Regions from separate parts of the Oryctolagus cuniculus genome. Here region 1 is linked to region 2. The links are chromatin contacts, called in public Micro-C maps. All regions are on one chromosome and are shown on one strand. Each heading gives the region's core, a stretch centred on a gene start, on an enhancer-like site or on the middle of the called end of the contact. The rest is flanking DNA. Distances are from core to core; before and after follow the strand shown.

What was found. Hi-C and Micro-C count contacts between places; a contact is called where the count stands out from the background.
Region 1: a Micro-C map of ear pinna shows a contact between it and region 2, with 4 times the contacts expected there. The contact joins the promoter of APOLD1 here to the promoter of DUSP16 in region 2. A contact is called at or near these places in 2 of 6 Hi-C or Micro-C datasets (ear pinna and an unstated tissue).

The regions. Positions count from the first base shown.
Region 1 is chr9:110,371,225-110,374,974 of mOryCun1.1, reverse strand. APOLD1 (apolipoprotein L domain containing 1) reads right to left here and starts at 2,086. Exons shown (of 3, transcript XM_051850268.2): 1 at 1,791-2,086.
Region 2 is chr9:110,210,904-110,214,558 of mOryCun1.1, reverse strand. It overlaps DUSP16 (dual specificity phosphatase 16), which reads left to right and starts at 1,395. Exons shown (of 7, transcript XM_051850779.2): 1 at 1,395-1,533.

The DNA.
Region 1 (3,750 bases), core at 837-3,336, 160 kb before region 2:
AAACAACAGATGAGAGTTCTTTCTTGTGTGACTCCACCTCTCAAACAAATTTTAAAAAATTTAAATAATATGACAAATATAAGCTAGTAACTAGTCACTTATTATCAAGTATTATGTACTGGACCAACTTGCATGTGCTGTACATCTGGCAGTGCTGTAGATCTGTTTTTAACAGTCTCACCACAAACACGTGGGTAAAGCCCTGAGCCACACTATAACAACAGAAATTTTTCAGTTCCATTAAAATCTATGGAACCACTGTCCTATATGTGGTATCACTGACAATGTCGACCAAAATGTCACTGTGTGGTACTTGGCTGTATCTACACCACATTCCCATGATTTGGGCTCAGATCCAACATGATGTGTTCAAGATTAGACGCTGGCAGAACTGTATTTAACGATTCCTGAGGCTGAGTTTGGGCAGTGAGATGACAGCTGGAAGTTACCCTCTATGGGTCACCATGTTTCAGGAAGAGGCCTCAAGTCACCACAGGTGCTGGCTGACAACAGCAGTTTCCAACAGAGACAACTTGAGCCACATCTGAAAGTTAAACTGTCTAGTAACTATACTAAGAACAGTAAAAAGGAACAAATAAAATTCATTTTAATAACATTTTATTTAACCCAATGTATCAAAAACATGTTAACATGTAATAAATATAAAAATCGCTACCGAGCTATTTAACATTCTTAATTCATGCTATTCTGGAAAACCTGGTGTGCCTGTCACAAACAGCACAGCTCAGTGTGGACCTGCCACACTCAGGTGCCCGGTTACCACACTTGGCCACTGGCTATGGACAGCATAACTCTGAAGGATGTTAAAAACCAAGGAAAATGGTTTGCCTTAGCAGAAATTCAGAACTTCCAAGGTCGGAAAGACAGCATCTCAATGATCTAGAACAGACTTTGAAAGTCATCAGTCCAAACACTCATTTGATACTGGAATCTTTTTTTTGCAGTGTTGCTATGGAGGGGCCAGCAGACCTGTGCTTGACTCACACTTGGAAGGTTGGTGGGCAGCTCACCGCTTCCTGAGGCCAGCCAGTGCTTAACTCCAAACAGTCCTCTTCCTAGGGAGGCACACGTGTTTCCTTAGTGTCCACCCCCGTTAGGTGGGTCCACGGAGGTCCAGAGGGGACTACCGGAGCCTAATGACGTGGTGCTGGAGAGAATAAATGAGCACGGGCTTGCTACAGATCCGGGCGGGCTGGTTTATGATAGCTGGTGGTGCTTAGCTGGCTTGGATAATTAAGAGTCCGGTTAGGCTAGGACGGATTGCAGGAGTTCAGTGGAAAACGCCGCGTCTGGGTTAGGAACTGTTGAAGGCTAGGACTGGATACCTAGTTAGAACCCTTGGCAACACTGCAGGCAGAGATGTGTACACAAGTCATTCTGGACACAGAATGACTTGGCGAGTAATTCGAATTCTTAACTTTAAAAGCGTTCATTGGAAACCAGAACTGGGTGATGTCACATCTATTACAACTAACCTTATCCCAAATCTCAGTGAACTTTCTCGAACCCAGAAAGCCAACGCACGTCAAAACTCATTCCCCATCTCGATTTTGTTTGCCTCATTCCAAAACACTCCGGAAATCAAACAGAACGAAAAACGGGGGTTTCTTTCATTCAGGAAAAAAAAAAAATAATAATGACACCGACTGCGTGAATGACGACGTTCTGAGGGGCGCTGCAAAGCACACACTTTTGCTCATTTCCGTTTCTTCGGTTCTGGGTGTTCGCCCTCGAGCCCCCCTCCACCCTCCCGCCCTCGCCGCCTCTACCTGTCCAAGGCTGGGGACGGTGTACCTCTGGCCGGCAGCCGGTGGAAGGGCGCGCCCTGGACGTTCGCGCCCGCCGAGGCTACACCTCGCAGCTCGCGACGCTCCCCGGCCGCCGAGTCCCCGCGCACAGCGCTCGGGGGGCGACCCGGGGAACAGAAGCCCCCGCACGGCCCTGCCTGCCGCCGGCGCACGGGGCCGGGCCCACACAGCCCACCTCGGGTCGCCGAAGGAAGTCCCAAATCACATAAGCTGGGAAACTGTAGTTTTCAGAAGAAAACAAGCTCTCAAAAAAAAAAAAAAAAAAATTCAAACTGCACGCGCCGGCCAATGGAGAAGCAGCGGGAGAGGGGCGGGGGCGGCGCGGCGGCCGGGGTGGGCGGGGCGCGGCGGGCGCGGGGCTGGTACCGCGCGGGATTCTTAGGACGCGGCGGGCGCACGGTTTGGGGCTTTTTTTTTTTTTTTTTAATTCCACCCCCCCACCCCTGCAAAAACAGCTCCAGCGCGAGACTCCGCCTGCAGCTGCAGCCTCCACTCGGATCCACCTTAAATCTTCAGTGGACTCGGCGCCGGGGTCAGTGGGCGCAGCCAATGCCAATCAAGTTTACAACCACCAGCACGGGGTGGGGGGAGTGCGGGGGGGGGGGAAGAGAGGGAAAAAATAATCTTCAAGTTCTCTGCGGCACACACGCACACGCACACGCACACGCACGGGGAGGGAGGGAGAGAAGGGAGGCGGGCAGGCGCTCCCGGGAGGGGCGACGTTTGCAAAGCGCTGGTGCGCGGCTGGGCGGCTGCGGCCCGGGCGCCCCGGGCACTGCGCGCTGGAGACGGCGGCCCGGCCCCGGCCCGAGCGCCATGATGGTGGCCGCGCTGTGCAGCCCGGCCCGGGGCGGGGGCGGCGCCACGGTGATGCAATCCCCGGCCTCGCGCGGCGCTCCCCGCCGTTCCCCCGCGTCCCTTGTGCGGCGCGTCGAGGTTTCGCGCCCAAAGCCCTGGCTGCTTTCTCGATCTCCCCACCACCACCCCTTACCTCGTCCCTGCCCCTCCGTGGGGGCCCCCACGCGGGAGAGGCCGGGCACGCGCGCAGTGGCCGCCCGGGAACAGGAGTTGACGGGCAAAGCAGGCACTTTCGGTTCGACCGCGGCCCGACCCCGCCCTAGCCAGCCCCTGCGCGCGCGAGGTCCCGGAGGTGCCCCCCGAGGTTTCCCAGCGCGTTCGTGGGCGCCTTCCCCGCGCATTCGCTTGCCGGATTTTTTTTTGGGGGGGGGGCCTTTCAGCCTGGAGGAAGGAGGTGCCCATAGGGTGTGGCTCAGGTGAAAGAGATGACAATTAAAAAAAAAAGCAAGCAAAGTATACTTTGGAAAAACAGATCGGAGACTGTAGACGAGCTTAGAAAACACCTCCTAAATCCAAAGCGCTTAGAAGGGCAAGTGTGCAACCCCAACAAGCACGGCGATGAAATGGCGAGGGCGGTGGGCGCTCCCAGGCCTGAAGGGCTGCCTGCCCCGCTGCCCCTCGTTCGCCTAGGAAGCCCCCAGGCCTCCGATCTCGCCCCCAAGCCTACACTTGTCCAGTTCCTCCCGCCCAAGTGCCCGATGCCAGGCAGCTGGGGATACGGCCAGGGAGCTTCGCGAGGCGGGGCGCCGGCCGAGGCGACCCCCGTAGCCGGCGCGGCGCTCGACGCGTCCTGCGCGCGGCTGCGGCCCTCCCCGGCCGCCGGCGAGCCGCGAAGGCTTTCGAAAAGCGCGGGGCTGCGGATCATTGGAGCCCGGGGCAGGGGTGGGCGCGGGAACGGGCTGCTGCCCCGGAGGGTCCGCGCGCTCAGACCCGGTCTACCCGGCGCCCCAGTGCTCCCCCGCTGCTCTGTGCCCCAGCAAAGAGTGCGGGGACCGGAGTGAGGGTGTCCGCGTCTCTCTTATCACGGAGGAAAGTTGCGGAGAAACTACCCAGCCCGGCTGCG
Region 2 (3,655 bases), core at 146-2,645:
CACATCTTTGTTATGTGATATCCACGGGAGGACTGCTCAGTGGCGGCAGCTTCACGCTCAGATGCTCAAAGAACCCTGGAATAAAGCTCCGATTGTCCTATTCAGTGACTCCTAGTCCTACTTTGTCACCATCTCAGGGCTCTTTCCGAAGTGCGCAAAGTCTCACAACAAAGCTATTTCAGTGACTTTAAACAAAACATTAACAAGCTTCAGGTGCGTGGAGTTCGACCGCCGAGGGTCTTGCACCTCACAAGTGGCAGTGATTTAAAGCTAATTCTGCCCTTGCCTAATGTTGAAAGCGACAGCTAGGCTGCTTGTACTTATATTAGTAAATACAACCCAAATAAACGTAGGAACATTCATGGGGCGCGGTGGGGGGGGGGGAGGCGGGTTGGGGGTGGACGGTATGCCTAGGACGAGCTGAATGCCTGACAACCCTTGAGTGATTTTACTTCAAGTACCTGCAATTTCTCTTTCCTGCCATTTGGATTCCGGAGGCTTTTAAAGAGAGATTGCAATTCCTTTCAGTCCTTGTTTGCGTGTCTTTACATTGCCCGGGCAGCAGGAAGCAGCCCAAGGAGGAGCAAGAGGCGCTGAATCTGGCTGGGTGAGGGGAACCCTCAAATACCGACTGCGGCGCGCGCGGCCGGGACGTCGGTGGCCGCGAGCCTGCGGGACGGGGGGAGGCGGAGGAGGAGGACGAGGCTGCGGGCCGCCTCCTCGGCCAGCGCCGGCTCCTCCCCGCAGCGCCCGCGGAACCTGCCTCCGAGCGGCCCAAGGTCTGGCCGGGAACGTGACCCGACCCCTCCCCGAGCTGCCGAAACGAGGCGCGGAGCCGCGCTCCCGGCCCGGGCGGCCGCGGGATGGGCTGGCGGGCGAGCGCGCGGCCCCGCCCGGCGCCCACCGCCCTGCCCTCGCCTGTCTCCTCCTTTCCCCGGGGCTCCGCTGAGTTCATTCACTGGGATTGGTTTCAAGTGACGCCATCTCTTTATTTTTAAACCAATGACCTCATCCGCGCTTGAAGTTTCCTGACCAGCGACTCTTTCTCTTTCCCCAACCCCCCACCCCACCCCCCCGCCTTTCCCCCTCTTTCTGTGTATCCCTGTTTGGGGGGCTTTCGCCAATTTTTAAAGGATTATTAGCACCTTCCCTTCCCCCCGCCGTTCTCCCCGCGCGGCCCCCCACCCCCCAGCTTTCCCTCCCCAAGTTCTTCACCCCTCTCGACATTTTTTTTTTCCTGAAGGCTAACTGGGGAGGGGGGTGGAAGAGAAAGAGTGAAGAAAAGTTGCAAACGTCTCCTCGCTTCTGAGTCTCCCGCCCCCACCCGCCCCTCCGAGGAGGAGAAGCCTCTGTGGTGAGAGCCGAGGAGCCGGACAGAGCGACGGACGGGACGGGTCGCGAGCGGCCCCGCAGCCGCCCTCCCCGCTCCGCGGCGGCGCCTCGCGAGCCCGGGAGGCGAGGGGGCCCGAGGGGAGACGCGGTGACAACGCTCGGTTCTCTCAGAGGGGAGTCGGGAGGCCGGCGGCCCCAGAAGTAAGTGGCCTCGGCGGGGCGTGCGGACGGGAGGGTGCGGGGCTCGGACCGGCCGGCAGGGCAGCATGGACGCTCGGCGGCGCGCCCCGACTCGCTGTGCCGGGCGCCGCGGGCTCTGCCTGCCCGGGCGTCCCGGTGGGGGCGACCGCGGCCCGGAGCCGCACGAGTGTCTGACGCGGGGGTGTAGGCCTTGCTGGGGGGGGCCAGCGCCAGCGGGAAGAGGGGCGTGCGGGCAGGCGCGGGGGCGCTCCGTGCGTCCCCGGCGCGGCGGGCTCGGCTCGAGCCGACCCCGCGGAGCAGCAGCGACGGCGGCGGGACTCGCGGCACCTTCGCGGGCGAAGCTGCTCACTTCCAGGCGCGACTGTTAAACAACACGCCTGCCAAGTGGGGCCCCGGCCTGACTGTTCCCATTATCCCAAACGCGCTGGTGGTGCAGGCAGCGAGGCCACCTGGGTGGTGACCGTGCTTTCTTAAATGAAGCCAAGCGACCCCCCCCCCACCTCCCCGCCACCCCCAGACCTCAGTTTTCATCCTGGGGCTCGGGTCGTGGTGTTGAGGGGGCCCGGCGTGCCGGTGATTTCTTTACCACTGCTGTAAAACGTGAGAAATTAAAATAGCCCAGGGAGGCCCCCGAGGATCCGTGTATCAAGTGTAGTTCCAGGCAATAAAACAGTACAGTGGGGGAAAATCTATGTGCAAAACTACGTTTTCAGGTGCTGGGTTTATTTTCCCAAGAAAAGCGGTAATGAGCCTTGGGGGTCCGGGGGCGGCGGATTGCAAGTCGATCTTAAAATGAATGGACACTGCAAAACCCCTCAAGGGGCTTATTCCAGTGCACTGCGAGGCTCCTGGGCGGGTTCAAGTCCCCGGTGTCGCTGGTTGTTTGGAGAAAGCACACCTGATTAGCCCATGAGGAGTCAGGTAGAGGAAAAACCTGTTGCATAACCTCGTTTGCTGTGAGGTTTGCTGTGCCGGCCCCTTGAACTAAGGGGAAGTGAGTTAAGATGCGGGGTTTTAAAAACACGGTGAAGTTCTTAGTTACCCAGGGGCCTGGCTGCCACTTGGCTTTGAAAGATTATAGGTAAATACTCTGCTCGTACCGAACCTATCCAACCTGTTCAGAGAATGACCAGGTATGTTTCTGTCTTCTTTGCCTTCCGTGTGTGTGTGTGTGTGTGTGTGTGTGAGAGAGAGAGAGAGAGAGAGAGAGAGAGAGAGAGAGAGAGAGAGAGAGAGATTGATTTACCATCCATGAAAGACCTTGTGACTATTTGGGGAACTGGGACTGTCAGAAAAATGCTGCTTTCTGCCATTCACTGTATGGCACTGATTGAAGGTACACGTAGGTGACAAGTGTTTCCTTAAAGGATTTGTACTGTTTCAACTCCATCAAGAAAAGAGAGCTTCACAGTGAAGGGAAATTTTCAAGAGAAGAAAAGCCTTCTTACCAATTAAATTAACTATTTTTTAAACTGTTTACTTTTCCTTGAGGATGGCATAGGTGGGTGGACCCAGCTCGGGAAGCTGTAATTAATTAAGGCTTATGGAGTTCTGCGTTTGGTGAAGGTAGCAGCTTGTAAAGTAAATTGAAAAACTAAGAGTTTATCAGCTTTGGGTGGGTGTTCTGATCAAAATGTGACTAGGCACTGTGACAGTTTTTGTTTTTTGAAAGAAAGTTGTGGGATTCGCTGAGTATGAAGACTGGAAGATTGCTATTTAAAAAAAATTTTTTTGTTAACATTTGGCATATTATGTAAATAATCTGGGTTAAATAACACCAACTTCCAAGGGTTGGTTTTTAGGTAAAATGTTTATACCTATCAAGGTTCCACAGAGAATTAGAAATGAGTATGTTCAATCCTTAGTGAGTACATGGAAATACAAGGGTACTTCAGCACATTTGTGGGGGAAAAAGGAATTAAATGACAAGTGTTTTGGTGCAAATTTTTTTTGAAACACCTTGTTTTTCATAATAGCATTTTCCATGAACTTTTTGAAGATCCCTGGTCAGTAGGTTCAAGCACACTATAAATCTACATTCAGATGTAAAAGATATGTGTGAAGTGTGATACTGATATTTACAGATTTTTAGTTTTAACTCTGGTAGGTCAGAACCTCCAAG